Regions from separate parts of the Anser cygnoides genome. Here region 2 is linked to region 1. A link is a contact called in public Hi-C data. All regions are on one chromosome and are shown on one strand. The core of a region is the stretch at or near the end of the contact, and the rest is flanking DNA. Distances in the headings are between cores, read along the strand shown. Region 1 holds the start of ARRDC3 (arrestin domain containing 3). Region 2 overlaps ADGRV1 (adhesion G protein-coupled receptor V1).

What was found. A called contact is a pair of places that touch in the nucleus more often than the background predicts.
Region 2: a contact with region 1 is called in a Hi-C map of liver, with 3 times the contacts expected there. The contact joins the enhancer-like site here to the promoter of ARRDC3 in region 1. A contact is called at or near these places in 3 of 7 Hi-C or Micro-C datasets (all in liver).

The regions. Positions count from the first base shown.
Region 1 is chrZ:3,414,425-3,419,315 of Taihu_goose_T2T_genome, reverse strand. It overlaps ARRDC3 (arrestin domain containing 3), which reads right to left and starts at 2,527. Exons shown (of 8, transcript XM_013193308.3): 1 at 2,024-2,527. The coding sequence starts at 2,303.
Region 2 is chrZ:3,562,183-3,567,004 of Taihu_goose_T2T_genome, reverse strand. All of the region lies in intron 84 of ADGRV1 (adhesion G protein-coupled receptor V1), which reads left to right. Among named protein-coding and RNA genes, the nearest start is that of ARRDC3, 150 kb to the right of the region's middle. Within about 2 kb of position 3,349, at least 1 of the 3 cell types and tissues checked has open chromatin away from gene starts, as enhancers often do. A contact at or near this core is called in liver, where this site is marked.

The DNA of each region.
Region 1 (4,891 bases), core at 1,278-3,777:
TGTGGAAAAGGGAGGGGGGCAGTGGAAAAGGCATCCGAGCACCACCTGGAAAGCACCAAATTCATGGGCACAGAGAAAGAGCAATCTGCCTGGTCAGCACTGTGTGGAGGTAACCCAAGAAATCTCGGGAGTTTAACTCAGTCTTGGTCGGAGAGCAAATACTTGCTGGTTCCAAGAACGCCGACCTTTGCTTGTGGTTATGATTTCTCCTATTGCTTAAAACGCTGCCACAAACTTGTGGTTTATTCCGATATAATTACCGCAAAACCAGAAAAAACGCTGACTCCGTCGAAGCAGAAAAGTTGAGAGGGAAAAAAAAAATAACCGAGCACCTCCTACATAAAAAGGCTGGAATACCCTCACAGGTACAGAAATTGGATGTGGGGGAGGCAACTGCTTTAATAGTGGGGAGCTGTAACAGAAGCACATCAAATTTTAGGCTTCCATTGTGCTATAAAGACACGGGTGCTTGCGTTTGTATACTGCACCACAACGATGCTACAGTGAAAAATGATGATAAAAAAAAGATGAATAAATTAAGTGGCGAAGGAGGAGAGGGAATGCGTGGCACGAACGTCCCTCCAGGCAGCAGAAGGTCCCCGGGGGGGGGGGGGGGCCCGCCGTGCTGCTCGCCCCCCTTCTCATTGTCTCGGCGGCTCGGCCCGGCCCCGCGGCCGCCCTGCCAGCTCAGCAGCCCCGCCGCGCTGTCAGTCAGCGGCCCGGCTGGAGCAGGAGAGGACCGGCCTAAACCGGCGCGAGCGGATCCCAGCCAGCCGCGCGTATACGTACGGTATACATTACACCGGGGGGGCGGGCGGAGGACGGGCAGGAGGAGGAGGAGGAGGAAGGCTCCGCCGCGCCCCCCTCACGCCGCCCGCTCCGGGCCGGGCCCCCTCAGGGCCGCGCGCGGCGACCGTTACCGGGCGGCCGTTGGTGGGGGGGGGGGGGGGGGGGGGAGGGAGGGGGGAGAAGGGGGGAAGCGCGAGCCCTCTCAGCACCCCCCCCCCCGCCAGCCAATCAGCGGCTGGCATCGCCCTAGCAACAAGGCAACAAACTGCGGGCGGCCAATCGGGAGGCGCGCGGGGGGCGGGGCTTCGGCCGCCAGCTCTGAGGGGCGGCAGTCGGTGGGAGGCGGCGGTGCGGCGCAGCACGGTGCGGCCCGGCTCATCGCGGACCCGCCGGCCGCTGTGCCCCCCCCCCCCCCCCCACCTCCACACGCACCCCGAGGTGCGGAGCCACACCTGTGGGTGGCCGGGACGGGGCCGCCGCCCCCCAAGCAGGGCGTGCGGGTGCCAGCCGCAAAGCAGGGGTTGGGGATCGCTGTGAGGGCTGCCTCACGTCGGTGGCAGGAATTAGAAAACACAACAAAAAGAAGGGGAGAGAAGGAGGTCGCGGTCTGCTTCTGCACAGATCGTAGGAAAGCTCCACGCACGGTGCGGAGAAGCTTCTCCAAAAAAAAGCCCGAAGGCGTAAAAAAAACCACGTTTCTCCTCAGAAGGAAGGGGAGAAAGAACCCGGTTTGTCCCCAAGGCGGAGACACCCCAGCCGCGCTCGGCTCTCCGCAGCGAACGTGCTGCGTGCTGGGGGGGGGAGGGGGGGGGTGTGTGTGCAGGCACCGAAAAAAAATAATAAAATAATTAAAAATGGGGGTGCGGAGCGTTGCCCATTACATAACCGGCTCGGGGACTATTTTCCTGTGCTAGGAATTAAGTCATCGCCACCACCTGACGCGCGCAGCCAATCTCCGCCGCCGAGCGGCAGCACCCCCCTCCCTCTCGCCAGGACCGGTCCCAAACAGGATTGAACCGCTTCTAACAAAGGGTGGAAACTTCGCAAAAACAACCCCGGAGTCCCTCGGAGTTTTTTTTTTTTTTTCCTCCTTTTTTCTCTTCGCCCTCCTCACCACCATCCCCCCCCCCCCCCCCCCCCCCCCACGCGCGGAGCAGGGATGCTGCGGGGCCGGGCAGGGCGCGGCGGTGCCGGCTGCGGGGCGGGGGGCCGGGGGAGGGCAGAGCCCCCTCACCTCTCTCCTGGCCGATGAGGACGTCCTTGTGGTTGAAGTACTCGACCTCCTCGGTGTAGTTCTGCGTGTAGGCGGTGTTGGAGCCGGCGTTCCGCGACTCCGTCCAGCGCACCTTGGCGTGCCCCCGCGCGTGGATCTTGAGCGACTTGACCCGGATCTCCCCCGTCACTTCTAGGTTGACCCTTCCTGAGACCGTGTCCCCGCTGGAGTACACGGGGACATTGCTGTCGTTCAGACAGTCGAAGCTTATCGTCAAGCTCTTCACCTTCCCCAGCACCATGGCGTACAGCGAAGCGTAGAAAAATAAAAAGGACCGTACGAAAAATAAAGCTCGAGGCGAGGAGGCGCCGAGGGCCTCCGGCCGCTCGCTCCGCCACCCACCGCCGCCGCCAGGCAGCCTCGGCGCCGACCTACAGCCCCGGCATGGGGCGGGCTGGGCGGGCGGGCGGGCTGCGGCGGCCCGGCTGCCGGCGCTCGGGAGCGCTCGGAGCCGCCCGGCTGCGCTGCGCTCTGCCCACAAAGACGGGGCCGTGCCGCGGGCACCCCGCTATAAGCGCGGCGAGCGGCGGCCGGCCACGCCCCCTTCCGCCGTCGCCACGCCCTCTCCGCCAATCACCACGCCCCCTCCCGCCGTCGCCACGCCCCCTCCGCCAATCACCACGCCCCCTTCTCTCCTAGCCCCGCCCCTTCCCCTATCACCCCGCCCCCTTCCCCGCTCCCGCGCATGCGCGCCGCGCTCCCACCGCCCATCCCCTTAGAGCGCGGCCGCCCCCAGAGGGCCGCGAGGGCCCCGCCGGGCCGGGCCCGGCCCCGCCGCCGGCCGTGGTTGCGCTGTGTGCGTGCGCCCCCGTGTGCCGCGGGGCGGCCGCGCAGCGCCGGGCTCCGCTCCCGGCAGCGCGGGGTGCGAAGGAGCGGCCGTGCGTGGCTGAGGAGCTGCGGCTGCCCCATCCCTGGCAGCGCCCAAGGCCAGGCTGGATGGGGCTGGGGGCAGCCTGGGCTGCTGGCAGGTGTCCCTGCCCATGGCAGGGGGTGGCACTGGGTGGGCTTTAAGGGCCCTCCCAGCCCAAACCATTCTGTGGTTCCATGTGGGATGTGGTCCAGGTGAGCTCAGACCGTGCGCGAGCTTGTGGGTCGGCGTCTGCTATGTCAGATTTTACTGATCTGTGGACACTTAGGGGTTCCGCACACATGCCTCACCTCACGGCAGGCATCCTCTGCCAGATCCCGGACTGTGTTTCTGGAAGAAAATGCAGTGGGTGGTAAGCCTGCTTCTCAGAACGGCACCAGTAAATCCATCTTTCATTCTAACAGTGAGACAGTGAACAATTTGAGGGGCTGCAGGCATAGCCGAGCATTCTTGGATGTTTTTCTAAATATGTAGAACCAAGTCCGCTGAATTTAGTAGGGCATTTGGATACCCATGCTATGCTAAACTGTACAATCTTTGAAGCTAATTCCCGTATATTGCTATGCTGTTGTTCTGAGTTAATTAAAACATGTCCTGAGTGATCAGATGTGCTGATTTACATGAAAGTTGACCCAGTTTTCAAGACTAATTCTATTTTCCTCTTAAAGCTTGGTTAAAAAACCAACAGGCAGTATACATCAATTTCATATTCACTCTGTGCTATGCGCCCACAGCATCTGAGCTGAGCTCTGGTATGAAATAATGACCCAGTGCCCCAATAAAGACAATTCTGCTTTTGTTGTTGTTGTTACTGTTTTTTCTTTCTTTTTCGTTTTTCTTTCTCTTGTTCTTTCTTCTTTTTTCTTTTTTTTTCCTTCTTTCTCCTTTTTCTTTCTTTGATTTTTCTCTTTTTTCTTTCTTTTTCCTTTCTCTTTAGTCTTTTTCTTTTTTTTTTCCCTTTCCTTTCCTTTCCTTTCCTTTCCTTTCCTTTCCTTTCCTTTCCTTTCCTTTCCTTTCCTTTCCTTTCCTTTCCTTTCCTTTCCTTTCCTTTCCTTTCCTTTCCTTTCCTTTCCTTTCCTTTCCTTTCCTTTCCTTTCCTTCCCTTCCCTTCCCTTCCCTTCCCTTCCCTTCCCTTCCCTTCCCTTCCCTTCCCTTCCCTTCCCTTCCCTTCCCTTCCCTTCCCTTCCCTTCCCTTCCCTTCCCTTCCCTTCCCTTCCCTTCCCTTCCCTTCCCTTCCCTTCCCTTCCCTTCCCTTCCCTTCCCTTCCCTTCCCTTCCCTTCCCTTCCCTTCCCTTCCCTTCCCTTCCCTTCCCTTCCCTTCCCTTCCCTTCCCTTCCCTTCCCTTCCCTTCCCTTCCCTTCCCTTCCCTTCCCTTCCCTTCCCTTCCCTTCCCTTCCCTTCCCTTCCCTTCCCCTTCTTTCTCTTTTTTCCTTTTTTGTCTTTCTCTTATTTTCTTTCTCATTTTCCTTTATTGTCTCTTATTTTCTTTCTCGTTTTCCTTTTTCTTTCATTTCATATTATCTCTTCCCTAAAAACATGAGTCTCCTTCCTGCAGCCTCTCACCTCTGTGCCCTTTGAGGAAGGAGAACGGATTGGGATCAGCATTTGCAGTATCTCGTTTTGTTGGTTGTAGTAGGCACAGCTCTACACTCCTGAACTGACAGGATTTTATGAATCTAGTAGTTGTTGGTATGTGAAGTTAAAGCCTCAGATTCAGGAACTGCCTTGGCGAGGTACGAATCTCATCTCTAGGAGAGACCTTCAGAGCAGACAAGTCCAGAAATGAGCCAGTGAGGAGTTCACCAGCGTAGCTCAGCAATCGGAGCTCAAATGGATCGCTCGGTGGCATTGGCCTTGCACGCGTGTTCATTGTAAGACCTGACCTTAAACGTGCCTCACAAGTTCTGGGAGCTCAGGGTTCAGCACGGCAAGTCCAGCAGCACCTCTGCCCCCTACCCCTG
Region 2 (4,822 bases), core at 2,100-4,599, 150 kb before region 1:
TTCTTGGTTTATCTGTTTTCCAACAGTTTAGAAAACCCTTCATCTGATAGGCTAGAATACAACAGGAAATGCTAAGAAAAGCAATTCTGAGATCAATACCAGCATCTGGCTGGGACTACTTCGTTGACACTGACATGTTTTTTATAATAAGTAAATACATCTAGCCTCTTCTGTTTGATCTTCCTGAAAGCAGTAGAGAAAATTAGTATTTTTCTTGAACTTTACCACAGCACCATTCTGCAGCAGCAGGCCAATTTTTTGCTCACATTTTAGTTGCTCGAAGTGCGTGGACATGAACTGTACTTGGTGCAGTGAGCTGTAATTTGGGAATGCAAACTCTTGCTTGTGCTAGGCAGCAGCACCAGTAAATGTAAGTGTATCTCACCAGACTGTGCTCAGGAATATCTGAGAAAAAGGAAAACAGTGATAGGAGATTGACTTGCATTAACAGTATTAAATTTAATTGCCAGTATGGCTTAGACAGGGTCAGTATCTAACAAGGAGTCTTCAAAAGGAATGGTTGTAATACTTGCTTATCCTGGGCATTTGTTATGTTACAGCCCACAAAGAGCTTTGCGTGGGGTGGTGGTGGTGGAACAAAACATGCAGATATATATATATAAACAAAAAGTACATACTAAGTAGTGTTGTGAAGAGGAAGAAAAGCACAATGGAATATTTTCTTTTCTTTTTTTTTTTTTTTTTTTTCTTATGCTTCCTGCCAAGGGGCAGTGCTGTGAGCACACAAGCCTCACGTATGTTTGGCAGTTTGCATATGCTAACATCTCCTTTTTCAGGGAGACTTACATGAAAAGGCTTGCTTTAAAGAATGGACAGAAAAAAGAATTAGGAATGTCTGCCCTAAAAGCTAGTACCAGGAAAACACTTTCTTGATTGTGAGAAACTGTAAAAAATAGTAAAAGAAAACAGAAAAATAACCTTATTTGTAGTTTATTATGTTAAAGGCATTGATAATGAGTGATACAAATGGCAAACAAAATTTAGATATAAACAGGAGCAAGACAGCAAAATCAGTCATGTAAATCCTTATATAATTTTAAAATGGCAGAGTTAATAAAAAAGATACTCTAAAAAAAAATCAAGCAGGTTTCTACCAGTTTATTTTCCTGGCCAAGTTCTGAGGGCTACAAGACTTACGGGACTTCTGGGAAAACCTGCTGGGACACTCCAGAGCTTCCAGTGCTGTGGAAGTCTTGATTGTATTAACTCAGTGCTTGTGCCAGATCCCTGCTGCTGCTGCTTCTTTGGTAATTGGTGCTTCCTGAGGATTTACTTCCAAAGGAAAAATAAAAAAAAAATAAAGAAAGAAAACACCTAGGTATAAAGTTGTTCAGAAACATTACTCTAGAAAGTGGTATAATGAGATGGCTGAAACACAGTGGGCCACGTTCTAAAGCAGCAGTGGCTTACATTTTGGGTTCTCATTGTAGAAAAACATTTCTCAGGCACTTTGTTTTTTCCCCCTTTCCCAGCTGTTTAGCTCTACAGTAATAGCAACAGCAGAGAAAAACAAGAAAGTGTTTTTTGCTTTATTATGCAATAGGTCTGGTTTATTGACAAGGCTGTTGCACACACTGACTCAAGCTGAGTCTTCTGAAAGTCCTCTTCTTGCTATTTCAAAACAGCATCTTGGCACTTCTTCATTCTTTGTTCATGGTGGAGTGAATTTTCCCCACTGTTTCCAATGGTTCATAGTACATAGTGGCTCTGTACCTCCATTAATGAATATGGTACTACTTATGAAATAATGAATTTTTATGTGTGAGTAAAGGTGATAGGCATACCACTGTTTAGTTTCTAGCAGCAATTCTCACTGATGTAAAATTGTCTTTTAAAAAGTAGTTGGGATAGCCTGTCCAAGTGTAAACATCAAAGAGCAAGCGTTGGCTTAATTTCTAGGCAGTGTAAGATCCTCTTCTTTCTGAGTTTATGTTTCTTAACTGAACTGATCTGATTTTTCATATCCTTTTTTTCCTCCTAGTTCTCCTATTCCTCTCACTCTCCTCTTCCTTTTCCGTACAGAGAAAAAAAAATAAAAAAATAAAACTAAGCAATGCTGAAAGTTTGACTGCCACATTATCATTCTATAAAAACTGGAAAAACTGTTATTAAATGTTTTGCACTTTCCTTGAAACTTAAATTCAGTAAAAGAATTAGTTTTACCTATGCTGAATTATCTGTGACACAAAATGGCATGGGCCTGCCTCTGAACTAATCCGCATGAGATATAAACTGGTCTAAATCCATCAAACACAAATGCAACATTCATTGGAGTTCACACCAAACAATATCCACAGCGGTATGGGCAGTAAGAGATCCCTGAGGTCCATTTCCCCATCACTCTGATTAGGTGATGATACCAAATGCAGTGCTCAAAGGAGGTAAGTCTAGCTGTGCTGTGCTTTGGGCAGTAGTATTTGGTTACAGAAGTCTCAAAATATAGTTGTGCATGTAGGTCACATTTTACAGCTGTGCTGGATGCTTTGGGGCAGCTTTTATGGTTCATCTGGGATTTGCTTGCCTTGACCCATAAGCAGATGGCATTTGGGAGAACTGTGTGTCCCAGAAAAAAATTTCCTTTTGAGGAAGGATGATTAAACAAAAGCAAAAGTAAAATCCTGCTGTGATCTTCAAGCTGCAGCTACAGTGAAAGCACACACCTCTTTTATTATTTTCAGCAATAATTCCACAGGTCTGTGCAACCTTTCTCAGTCAACGGCTTTCCTGAAATTAATAGGGTGAGAAGTGTTCGTCCCCTGACTTCAGTTCTTGCTACCCGTTCCTAAGGTAGCTAGGGAGATTGAGCCAGGAATCTGTCATTTTGACATCAAGATGTGTGCAGTTGTCACCTTTTGCTTTACGGATCGAGACCACATCTCAGCGTGGGATATGAAGCAGCTTGTGGAGCAGCTCTGTCTGTCTTTGCAAGACATCCCGTTCGTGAGCACCTCGCAAAGCCACAGCCGTGATGCTGCACCAGGCTGTTCTGCCCTGCAGTGCTGCTCCCGGTTCAGCCCCTATCTGCCGCTCCCGCCGGGCAGAGGCAGGTGCAGGGCCACGATAAAGGGCACTGACTCGCCGCTCTGCAGGCTCACAAATTTATATTTTCAGACTATTTGTGAGGAAACCAACTGGTACTTCCTCCCCAGCAGCAATGTTGCGAGTTTCCGTTCCGCTCCGTGTCCTGCACATGCTGTACTGAGAGCTGCGTGTCTATTTACAAAGCAGGAAAGAGAAAACCTCCCTGAAAACCCTAAACAAACAGTACCCTACATAGTGCACAAACGCCTATTAATAACAGAGCAAACTGATCCAAAACTTCAGGGCTGGAGTTTCTCTGCCTGCATGGTTTGTAGGTCAGAACTGACAATTCATTTATTTTTTAAAAATCACTAGTATCAGGAAAAGCTCGTGGTTCGCTTATCAGGAAGAACATATATTTATATAAGTGCTTAGCAGTAACAGTACTGACATGGGCTTATAGTACAAGCTCAACAAAAACTGTATTGTTTAAGTGAAAATGAGAGACGGCACTTTGTAACTGCTGGTGAGTTTTGTTAAGTTTCTAAGTTGTTTTACCTTGCTTTTTTTTTAGCTTTCCTAAACAGCTTGCATCAATGTTAAAAAACCTACTTGCTTTTAGCAAATTTACTTTTTAAACTACAGAAAGGTCTTTTTTTTTTTTTTTTTTTTTTTTGCCACAGCTAGAAGCAACAGGAACTGACATTTAAATAGCTTCAGATACATATCATGCAGAGAGAAGTGTAATATTTACAATTGTTATGTCTGTCATCTGAAACTTCACACATCCTTTGTGTGAAGATTATTCTCTGAGGCTCGAATCTACTAATAATAGAGAACATCTTGCTTTGTAAAATGGAACTCCAGCAGAGCGCTAGTTTTTTAAAAACTTCTGATCACTTCATCAGGAACACTCTGATTTCTGATATCTGATATCTGAGACAGGATATAATGCTTGGGGTTGGGGCCCAAATCTCCCAGCTGGCTGCATTGTTTTATGGAAAGAAATAATAGGCAAAACAGTTCTAGGGAGAGGTTACAGACATTTAAATATCACTTAAAAATCTTAAGCTGCCTAGTTATAAATAGGCTAATAAATATATAATCTAATATATTCTAGTCTAATAAATAAATATTCAAGATTTTTTACCAATATAACCAGAATTAAAGCTATTTTATAACACTGCACTGCAACTCCGTGTACGAAAACTAGAGTTTAAAACTTGTTACAGCCCATGTGATTTGTCCAACATGGGTTAATCACACAGTGTGTTTGCAGGTCACTCAAAGAAGGCAGCAGGGATTTTCCAAAGAACAGAGGAGGGCTGGTCAACCACAACCTGTAAAGTCAGTGTCAGCAGGATGTGGGCTCTGTCCGGCCTCTTGGAAAGCTCCAGCCGACACCCTTTGACTCAGTTACAACGCAGCCCTACTTTCACCTTAGCATAAGGCCATTTATTAGAGTTACCTTGCGCAAATACCATCAGATGGCTCTCTCCTGGTTATTTTGAGCTACTCTCTTGCTTCAGAGCCCAAAAAAAAAAAAAACTCTATTTCCTGAGAGAAACCTCGTGTTAAAAGAAACCCATGCTTATTGGAGAGTCATCAAAATATGGAAGCCATGCTGCTTTGCAATTGGCCTCCACAGCTTGAACAACCTCTCTGGGACGCCAGCTGTAACTTAGAATACCCCGAGGCTGCCGTAGTTTATGCTGACCAATGTGAAATTGCTCTTTCCTGCTCAGTCCTGTAGAAAAATCAGCCTACTTGGAGGGAATGT